Regions from separate parts of the Sus scrofa genome. Here region 1 is linked to region 2. A link is a contact called in public HiChIP or PLAC-seq data. All regions are on one chromosome and are shown on one strand. The core of a region is the stretch at or near the end of the contact, and the rest is flanking DNA. Distances in the headings are between cores, read along the strand shown.

Region 1 (5,341 bases), core at 915-3,414, 230 kb after region 2:
TCCCGGGCTGAACCGCTCTGCTGGTGGGTGGCCTCTGAGGGCTGCATCCCTGTGGTGTCCGAAGGTGGGCAGAGCGCCCGGCGCAAGCAGGGCTGCCATGGGAAACAGCCGCCACCAGATCCCCTTGCTCTCGGGCGCGACGTGGCGCCCGCCGCTCCCGACGAGCCCGGGGCAGCCCCGCGGTGCCGGCCAGGCTGCCCGGGGCCCGGCGGCTCACTGTCCTCTGTCCCTCCTGCAGCCGAAGCCAACGCCATCAGTGAGAACACAGAGACGCTCCACCTGAGCCCCCCGGTCTCCACGGGGCACGTGGGCCTGGGCGCGGAGAAGGGCCGGGAGGTGTGCGAGCACTCCTGCGAGGAGCTGGGCAGCATGATCCAGGAGCTGTCGGGGCTGCACGTCATCGTGAGCCAGCTCCACGAGAACCTGCGCAAAGTGGTAGGTGCCCGGGCTGCGTGGCTCGAAGGCGACCAAGCACGGCTGACCCCTCCTGAGCGTCACGGACCACCGCTGACTGTCACTGACCACCGCTGACCGTGACTGACCGCCACTGCCCCACTCCTGAGCATTGCTGACCGCCACTGACCATAACTAACCACCACTAACCACCCCGACCACCACTAGTCACCAGTAATCCCTGCTGACATCACCGCCTACCACTGATATCACTAACCGTCGCTAACCAGGACTAACTGCCACTAACCATGACTTATCCTGATTAACCGGCACTAACCAGCAGGCTCCCTGGAAAATGAGGCGGGTCCTGCTGTCTGGTGACAATGCCGTGTGGTTAGAGGCGGGAGAGCGATGCTGACAGGAAACAAGCTCACAGGCGCCACGTCCTCCGCCACCAGTTCTTAACTTGGGACACTCATCTCCCAGGAGCAGCGTTGACTGCGGAGGGAGGTGCTTTTACTTAGAGGACGGAGCTCGGTGGGGAACAGCCCGTCCCTGAGGCGTGAGGCCATAATGGACAGACGTGTCCTCGCCTCCACAGCACGTCCGGGAGGAGGAAACGGGGCTCGGGTCCCAGGACGTGTGATTTAAGCTTCAGAGGACGACTGCTGGCGCGAGGAGGCGGGGGGCGGGCAGGGGTCGTGGGGTCCCCGAGGCTCTGCAGATGCTTCGCGGCGAGGTGCTTGGCCCGCCGGTCCAGCCGGGGGCGCTGGCGGGTTCTGACTCAGGCCTGGGACGGGCAGGCAGCTCACTGCCACTCCTTGGGGAGGTAGGGGACCGGGTTAGAGGTCAGCAGCCCCCAAGACAGCGTGTGCCTTCTGGAGTTTCCCCACGTCCTGGGCCTGGGGCAGGAGCGGGCCGTGGGGCTGTGCAGTCAGCACCCCACTGAGTGTCCACAGCTGGGAGTGGGGCGCTGCAGGGCCTTCAACTCTGGCTGCGTCAGGGTCCAGCACCTCGGCCTGGCTGATGCTGGGGGCCTCCGGAGGTCCTTGGGGGCACGAGGGAGGCCAGGACGGGGTGGGGGTGCCCGGGGTGGTCCTGGGGGCAGGAGGGAGGCCAGGATAGGGCGGGGGGCCTGGGGTGGTCCTGGGGGCAGGAGGGAGGCCAGGACAGGAGGGGGGAGCCCGGGGGTGGTCCTGGGGGCAGGAGGGAGGCCAGGACGGGGTGGGGGGCCCGGGGTGGTCCTGGGGGCAGGAGGGAGGCCAGGACGGGGTGGGGGGCCCGGGGTGGTCCTGGGGGCAGGAGGGAGGCCAGGATGGGGTGGGGGCCCGGGGTGGTCCTGGGGGCAGGAGGGAGGCCAGGCCGGGGGGTGGGGGTCCTTTGCCTCCGATTCTGCTCCTTCCAACTGAAAAGAGCTTTGCGACGAGTTTGCTCACATTGGAGTCAGGGATTAAGGAAATTTGTGAACTCCCTGAATTGCACAAAAATGTCAGGATGATGTGTTTCTGTCAATGTGGTGCAAGACGGGGGCGGGGCTGCATGTCTTCCGTGTGGTTCTCAGAGGGCCCCTTACGCCCTGTCAGCAACGCAGCAGGAGGAAGTGCTTAGAAGGAGGGAGGTAACGTCACGTGTTCAGGGGCAAATGAGGTAACTGTCACTTATTTGATTTTTTAAAAACATCTGGTGCCCTTTCCGCTGGTCTGCAGCCCCGCGATAGCAGGGCTGCGTGAGCCCTTGCGCTCGTGCTGTCAGGGCGTGTCCGTCACACTGGGAACCACAGACGAATTCAGGAACCAAGCCTCAGTTTTCAGCTGCAGGTGGCGGGAGGCACCGTCCCCCGTCGGCTCCAGCCGCTGCTTCCCGTGGCCTCCAAACACACAGGCCACAAGCCTTCAGCGCGGCTGTCATTCGGGGCGCAGGGGTTGGGGGGCAGCGGAGGCAAAGCGGAGTCGCCTGGCCTGGCGGGTCTCTGCGCTGGCGCTGCCCTGGGGCCTCTGCGGCCTCTGAGCCTCGGGTCCCGGGCGCCCAGGCTGCGAGCCTGCTGGTTCTGCTCCTGTGCCATCCTAAGGAAGGGGACGTCCCTCCGCGGCCAGCCCGACAGCCCCCCTGTCCTCACACTCAGCCGTCCCCCTCCTCTTCCAGTCAAACGACAACCAGTTTCTCTGGGAGCTCATTGGCGGGCCCCCCAAGACCAGGAACGTGTCCGCCTGCTGGCAGGACGGCCGCTTCTTCGCCGAGAACGAGACCTGGGTGGTGGACAGCTGCACCAAATGCACCTGCAGGGTGAGAGCCGCGCCATCCCCGGGGCCGGGTGGGTGCCCGCGGGCCCTGGCTGTCGGGACTGGGCTGCGTCGGGGCAGCGGAGCCGGAAGTAACCGGAGTGAGGCCGGCATCGGCCGTGGATCTGCACGCGAAGGAGCGGGGAGGGGCTCGGCCACTGTTCCCGGGGGCGGGGGGACGGCGGGCTGGGGGCAGGCGCACAGGCCCCTCTGGTCTGTGCCGGAAGCCGCGCGGTCCCGTGAGGGCCTCTCGGTTCAGCACAAACCTCTGGGGTGCAGGTCACTGCCCAGGACAGCAGTTGGGTTTCCTTATTTCATGCCCCTTGGTCTGCACCATGGTGGCCCAGACCCTGCGGGACCTCATCTGTCCCCCTCCTGCCCACCCCAGAGCTGGGAGGCCCTGTTCTCGGTGCTCAGCGGGCGAGACAAGGAGAACGTGGTCCCAGAGCCCGCTCAGGGCGCTCGGGAGAGAGGTGACCTCGCGCCTCAGGAGCGGCAGCCCGCGTGGCAGACCGTCCGGGCTCCTACCGGCCCTTTCAATCCAGCCCCTGCCCCATGTTCATGCTTTAAACGAGGATCACAGAAGCGCCCTTTTCCTTGTAGAAGTTCAAAACTGTTTGCCACCAAATCACCTGCCCGCCAGCGACATGTGCCGACCCGGCCTTCGTGGACGGCGAGTGCTGCCCATCCTGCTTCTGTAAGTGTCGCCGGGGCGGGCGCTGCTGCGGCGGCGGGAGGGGGCGGGGGGGGGGGGCTTGGCCTCGTCCCCGCGTCTGCGCCGTCTGTTTGCCGAGCACAGGCTCTGCCCCTCCGTGATTCTGAACAAAACGTGGCTTTTCCAGGTTTCAGGTTCTTTCTTTGTAAAACACAGGCTGATTGTGCCCACGACCCAGGGTTAGTTTTTTGAAGGAAATAAACTCTACCATGACTTGTGTGAAAGTGCCTGACACACATGACCTGTTAAATGCTGCCGAATCGGGTGAGCGAACCCCGTGATCAAGCAGCCTCCTCAGACGGGGGCCTCCTGCTGGTCGCCGTGCGGGCAGCGCAGGAAGCCTCCCTCGCGGTTCTTCCGCGTTCTAGAACATTTAAGCACAGCCCCGCCACACAGCCCTTCAACGACCTGATGTGACCATACGGCGACGGCTCACCAGGAAGGCCCTTGCCTGGTCATGTCCTTTCTCTTATTTGGAGATTGTAATTTCCAGCGAAAAATCTCTTGGCAGGGAATTGTCTTTGTTGAACTAAGTTTAGTGTTCTGTCATTTCAACCAAAAATTGAAGTTTCATGGCCGTTTATAGATCAGCAAATGGAGGTTAAAATGGAAATTGCTCCCACCTGGACAACTCCAGTGGAGCCTTGCGCAGGCAGGGTCAGCCCTGTCCTTGGTAAAACCGTTAGAAAAATCACAGACCCTTTCCTGGGCAGGGGGCCCTGAGCCCCGGCCCGGGACCGACCTGGGCAGCTCCCGTGTCTGCTCACCCCAGCGCCCGTGCGGGCGTCCTGCATGGACCCCAGCGCTGGGCTCTCCCGCGTGGGCTGTCCCTGGGGAGGCCTGACAGGAGCTTGTTCCCTCAGCGGACGGCGAGGAGGGCTGGTCCCCGTGGGCGGAGTGGACGGAGTGCTCTGCCACCTGTGGGCCCGGCACCCAGCAGAGGGGGCGGTCCTGCGACGTGACCAGCAACACCTGCCTGGGGCCGTCCATCCAGACGCGGGCGTGCAGCCTGGGCAAGTGCGACCACCGCAGTGAGTGTGGGGCCGCGGGGTGGGGTCTCGGGGGTGGGGGCCGGGGCTCAGCCCTCGGGTTTGGGGTTCGGAGACCGCCTGCCACCGCCCATTCTGGGAGGCCCTCAGCCTGGTCCCCCTCCCTGATGGATTGGCGAACCCCGGGTGGACCAGCCCCCAGCTTCCCCCAGGTGCCCGCGCCACCCGTGTCTTCGTTTCCTCCGTGCTAGTCCGGCAGGACGGCGGCTGGAGCCACTGGTCTCCTTGGTCCTCCTGCTCCGTGACCTGCGGGGTCGGCAACATCACGCGCATCCGTCTCTGCAACTCGCCGGTGCCGCAGATGGGCGGGCGGGGCTGCAAGGGGAGCGGCCGCGAGACCAGGGCCTGCCAGGGCCCACCCTGCCCCGGTGAGTGGATGGGCTGGGGAGGCTGCGGGGAGGGGCTCCAGGGCCCAACCTCAGCACTACACGGGCCTGGCACAGGCCCGTGCGACGCGGGGCACCGGGTTGCCTTGGCTGCCTGGGTTCTGGGTTCTGGAGGCCGGGCCTTGGGGTCAGTGCTGGGGCCTGAGCTCCCTGCTCTCATCTCCATCAAATTGCCACGAGGCCACGGCTGCAGGAGCCGGGCCGGGGCCCTGGGGAATCGACAGGGCACAGACGAGGTCTCAGGAGACGGCCTCCTGCCTCAGGGGCACCTGGGGTCCGGGTTCGAGAAGGCCCGTGCCCCCCCCAGCAGGCCCCCGGGAGGCCGAGTCATGAGGCGTGTTCACTCAGAGGAGGAGGCCGTGGTTGGTTCCTCTCCCTGCTGGGCGACCCGTCGCTGCTGATGGCCAGTGACAGCCACTCAGCTTCGTGCAGCCTTTAGGGTGTGAGCACCTCTAGTCTGTGGCAGGGGTGCACCTGCGGCTGCCCCTCATCAAGGGTTCCAGCTTCTGGGGACAAAAT
Region 2 (4,974 bases), core at 258-2,757:
CATGTTCTGGATCCTTCCGTGGTAGAGATATTAGATGCTAAACTAAAGTTCCCTCCTGGAGGACTCGGGGCCTCTGGAGCGCAAGCCGCTGGGGGAGCCCGCAGGTGTCAGTCTGTTTGATTGAGTCACGGTGTCTCTGCTTGCGCTTTGCTATGGGGCCGTGAGCTGCCCCACCACCCGTCCTCTCGGCCTGGCCTGGTCCCCGGGGGACACGCTGGATGGCACCTCACGTCCTGCCCAGGTATGTCCCAGGGTCAGTCACTTCAGAAGGTGGCATTAGGATTTCATTAGGTATGCGAAATTGTATAAAGAGGAATTCTTAGAAAGGGATGAAATTCAGCTGAGAACTCTTGCTTCCGGTGTGTCTGAAGCTGCCGACTTGGCCCCCTTCCTGCGTGCCTTCCTCTAAGTGGGGGTCACAGCCGGGTCCCTCCCTCCCACCAGCAGCCCTGTCCCTCAAGCGGGAGCCCTGGCCCTGGTGAAAGAGAGGGCTCCGGGCCAGGGTTTCGGGTCCTGTTTGTTCTCTCTCTGATGCTCGTCACCCCACTGTCCGCACCCTGAGGGCATCAGTGTGGTTCCGGTTCATGTGCCACGTGGGCAGTGAGGAAAAGGGCCTGGCTGGAGACCCTCGTGGGCCCTGGGCTCAGCTGGACCGGCGGGTCTGCACGGGCCTCTGCGCCTCGGCCCTTCCTGTGTCCAGGGTGGTCCTGTGAGGTCCCGCTCTCGTCACTGGGAGTCGGGGTCTCTGCCCCGACACCGGGAAGTGGGGGGCAGGCTCGCTGTGGCATGCGCTCTGTGGGCCTTGGTTCCTTAGCCGCCATCCGGGTGTCCGGTGAAGGATGCGAGTGGCGGTGGGAGGAACAGGGGATGGAAGGAGGGGTCCCTACTATGCAGCGGGGACGGAAGGAAGCCCCGCCACCTGGCAGCAACCCTGCCACGGGCAGCCCCGCGGCCTCTTGCTGTCCGGGTGGGTGGTGGTGGTCAGAGCATCCCCACCTGATGGCCAGAAAGGGGGCGCGTCTGGAGGTCCGATCCGGATGCTGCCTGTGCCCACGGCCCCGGCTCTGAGAGGTGGCCATGGGGTCTGCAACGCGGGGCTTCAGGAGGGGCCGTCGGGGCCCGCTGAGCGCCCGGAGGGTGTTGCCGCCTGACCCCTCTGGCCTCAGTGCTCCTGCGGAAGCTCCCGAAGTTTACACCAGGGGGCAGCAGCGCCGTTGCAGAGAGTTTTCCGCTCTGTGAGTTGGAGCTCCTGTTCCGGAGGTCAAGTTACAGAACTGAGACGTACACTGTTTGTAAATCCTTCCCGGTTTTTCCATTGCTTGTTGGTTTTCTGACAGGTGTGATTTGGTTGTTGCAAGTATGTTGCGACTCCCTGTCTCGTCTCTAAATCACTGAGGCCGGCGGGGGGGGCGGGGGGGGGGCTGCCGCGAGCCCTTGGCGCTGCCTGAGGGGCTTCGCTCGGCTGTGGCTCTTTCCCCGCAGCTTCAGCCACAAGGCATCGTGCCGAGATCTCGGCATGCAGGGCCCTTTCCCAAGGCGCTAAGGGGCCCCAGAAGCCAGCGGAGGCCGGGGCCGGGGCACAGGACCGTGGCACGTGCCAGGCGGCAGAGGGGAGGGACACGTGGATGAGAAAACCAGTGACCCTCGGTGAACACCCAGCTCTGAACTTCCTATTTTAAGAATTCTTGAAACACCTTCTTCAGAAACCATATTTAGCCTTTAAAGGAGGCAAAACTCACCTGCCGGGGCGTCTGCTCCATGGGTCACTTGGCCCGGCATTGCCTTCAACGTCCAGGGTTACTTCGTCCTGGTTGTGTCCTTCCTTCCTGCTCTGTCTCTCTTAGGTCACAGCGGGGCCGTGAGCACCGTGTGCTGGAGCCACGACGGCAGGTGGCTGCTGTCTGCTTCCCAGGACGGGACACTGAGGGTGTGGTCGGCCCGCAGGCCGGAGCTGGCGCTGTGTCTGGTAACGGTGATCCCTGAGACCGTGGGACAGCCAGCTGTCCAAGCAGGGCTGGCCCCAGGGTCTCAGTCTTCTACCCTAACAGGAGGTCGGGGAGGTCGGGCAGGGGGCGGCACACGAACGCCGACTGATGCTCAAGGACCTTCTTAAGTGTGTGCGCACACGCTCGCACGCTTGTGCAACACAACATGCATGCATCACAGCACACGTGTATGTGTGAATACACACATGCACAGTCAAGTCAGGCTCCCACTTGGGTGGTCTGAAAAGGGAGATTAATGCTAAAATATTGGAATAATTTAAAATGTGAATTCAGTGGGATTTTATGGTAGAGCTGAGCTGCTAGTAGGGCCTGAGGGATGTCGTGGGGAGCAAGTACCTTTTTGTGGAGAAAAGTGCCTTGTTCCAGTGAACGTGAAGTAGATCATTGGAAACGGAGCTGGAAAGGGGAGACAGGAGGCCACAGGGGAAGAAGCGGGGATACCAGCGGATGCAGCTTCGATCCTTTTTGTGGAGAAAAGTGCCTTGTTCCAGTGAACGTGAAGTAGATCATTGGAAACGGAGCGGGAAAGGGGAGACAGGAGGCCACAGGGGAAGAAGCGGGGATACCAGCGGATGCAGCTTCGATCCTTTTTGTGGAGAAAAGTGCCTTGTTCCAGTGAACGTGAAGTAGATCATTGGAAACGGAGCGGGAAAGGGGAGACAGGAGGCCACAGGAGAAGAAGCGGGGATACCAGCGGATGCAGCTTCGATTCCTCCGACTGCGAGCTGCCAAAGGCCAATTTTCAAAGATGCCCTTAGCTTTTATTTTGTGTGAGTCTTATTGTGAAAAGGGACTGACTCCTGGGGAAACCAGTCAGGAGGGGAGAGCCGGGCATTCCTAGGACTGTGCAGAAGGAGGCGTGGCAGCACTTCAGAGAGAAGGCCTTAACCCTGTTGACGTCTGCACGGGATGCTGTGGGCGCCGCCAGGTCCACATGGGAGTAGCTACTCTGAACCACGCTTTAAACAGGCGTAGAATTGGGGCATTAATATGTTTGCTCTTGGCTTCCAATTTTCTTTCATTTTAGAGTTTTTAAGCGACCAAAACACCCATCACAGTCAAAGTTTAATCGTGAAACATCTTTTAGAAAGGAAGAAGAGGCAAACGTCAGTTGGTTCTGAGTCCATCTGTCTCTTCGGAATATATAGATGCTTGGTGCTAAGGTGCAAGGATTTCACGTGTAGAGCGGCGGTGTGTTAATTACCATTTTCTGCCTCAGAAATCTTTCCTGATTCGCACCGCAGGGCAAAGACATGTTTCCCAAGCCTGTACGATCTGCGCAGTTTTACTACCTGGACGCGTTTATTTTGTTATCCTCGGGCCCCGAGTTCCAGCTGCTCAAGTGCCACATCAGCACCAGCAGAGACGACGTCAAAAGGTAGTTGCCTGCTGCCGGGGCCTCTGCTCTCTCTGCTCAGGAGTTCCATGCGAATGGGGTCTCCTCTTCCTGAGGCCCCCAGACCAGACGCCTGCCCTTGCCTTCTGTGCCGCCTGTCTGGGTGCCCACTCTGTGACTGGTTCTGCCTGTGCGGGCCCCAGCCCCCTCCCAGGCTTAACAACTTAGGTTTACATGAAAATACAGATAACTTATAACCAGTTAGCTGTCTCCTTACGTATACACAGTTACTTTAGAATTAGGAGAAAAGGTTGCCTTGTCATAGATGGGAATGAATCACGCTTGGCTACGTGTAGGATATTGTTTTCTTGCAGTGTTACTGAAGGACGACCTAGGGTTGCCTAAGGAGAAGTATGGTAGCCGATTCACCTGTCCCCTCAGTGTGGGCAGACAGGACAGTTAAGTGATGCGCGTGTTTTTAAGGTGGAAGCTGTTGTAGTGAAAAGGAAACGAAAGGAGGACCAGCTCTCATTTTTTCCAGGTACAAGCAGAAGAGCAGGTGCACGCCTGTCTTCAGGCTCCCCACGACCGAGGCAGTGGAGGTGACCAGCTTATCAGCAGTGAATGAGTTTTATTCCTGTATCCTTTTTCCTGCTCTCCTCCCAGTGTGTTCGCATCCTAAGGACTGTCCTTCTGGCAAAAGCGTGTGCTGAGTGTCCAGGCTCCTGGCAGTCCCGGGGAACTCGGGAGCTCACAGTCTTTTGCATTAATTATAGTGGTTTCATCTCCGTGGTGAAAAGAGCATCAAAGGAAAGATGAGAGTGGATGCACTGGCGCCTCTGCCGCTCAGCAGGGTGGTGGAAGCCCAGGCCCCTGGGCTCTCGCTTACTGCATCACACAGTCATTTAGTATTTAAGAACAGCGAGTTAGCACATTTGGGAAACAAACTGCTGTGCCCACCGTGGTATCCTCCGATTAACTGAATGCTTTCCTGCCTCATGTGGACGTTGGCAAAAGTTACAGCAGTTGCTGTTGAAAATGAACTTGATTCTAAAACTTTAAATTTTGAGTGTTTATGGCTAACACTTGAATTAAAAAGCACGGATTTTAACTTACTTGGAGGCAAAGCTCTGCTCTTCAGAAACTCATCTTAACCATTTCAGTTATTCGAAGGTCTAAGTAAAATTCTTTTGAAAAGGTTCATCCTTGAAACTTCAGAAAGACTGATAAAAGGTTTTAATAGAAGTTCTATTATGTTTTAGTTAGAAATGTGATTTTTTTTTTAATGGCTGCACCCTTAGTATATGGAAGTTCCCAGGCTGGGGGTCAAATGTGAGCTGCAGCTGCCAGCCTGCACCACGACCACAGCAATGCCGGATCTGAGCTGCATCTGCGACCTATGCCACAGCCGGTGGCAACGCTGTATCCTTCACCCACTGAGCAAGGCCAGGGTTCAAACCTGCGTTCTCATGGACACTAGTCAGTTCTTAACCCACTGAGCAACAATGGGAACTCCGGAAATGCAGTGTTTTTTATGCTCGAGCCTTTGCTAAAAAACCAAACCAAGGAAAAGCTAGCAGCACTGTGTTGCTCTGATTGTTCTGTCCTGGGAGAAGACTCCTGTGTGCTCCG

What was found. HiChIP or PLAC-seq counts read pairs in DNA pulled down with a chosen protein or histone mark.
Region 1: an H3K27ac HiChIP or PLAC-seq map of skeletal muscle shows a contact between it and region 2. The contact joins two enhancer-like sites. A contact is called at or near these places in 2 of 47 Hi-C or Micro-C datasets (both in embryonic fibroblasts) and 2 of 2 datasets of contacts at active chromatin or transcription factors (alveolar macrophages and skeletal muscle).

The regions. Positions count from the first base shown.
Region 1 is chr1:863,232-868,572 of Sscrofa11.1, forward strand. It overlaps THBS2 (thrombospondin-2), which reads left to right. Exons shown (of 21, transcript XR_002342140.1): 5 at 239-435; 6 at 2,536-2,676; 7 at 3,276-3,369; 8 at 4,251-4,418; 9 at 4,628-4,804. Among named protein-coding and RNA genes, the nearest start is that of THBS2, 11 kb to the left of the region's middle. Within about 2 kb of position 2,165, at least 17 of the 83 cell types and tissues checked have an H3K27ac peak or open chromatin away from gene starts, as enhancers often do. A contact at or near this core is called in skeletal muscle, where this site is marked.
Region 2 is chr1:629,609-634,582 of Sscrofa11.1, forward strand. It overlaps WDR27 (WD repeat-containing protein 27), which reads left to right. Exons shown (of 19, transcript XR_002342137.1): 14 at 1,845-1,966; 15 at 3,251-3,384. Among named protein-coding and RNA genes, the nearest start is that of WDR27, 54 kb to the left of the region's middle. Within about 2 kb of position 1,508, at least 4 of the 83 cell types and tissues checked have an H3K27ac peak or open chromatin away from gene starts, as enhancers often do. A contact at or near this core is called in skeletal muscle, where this site is marked.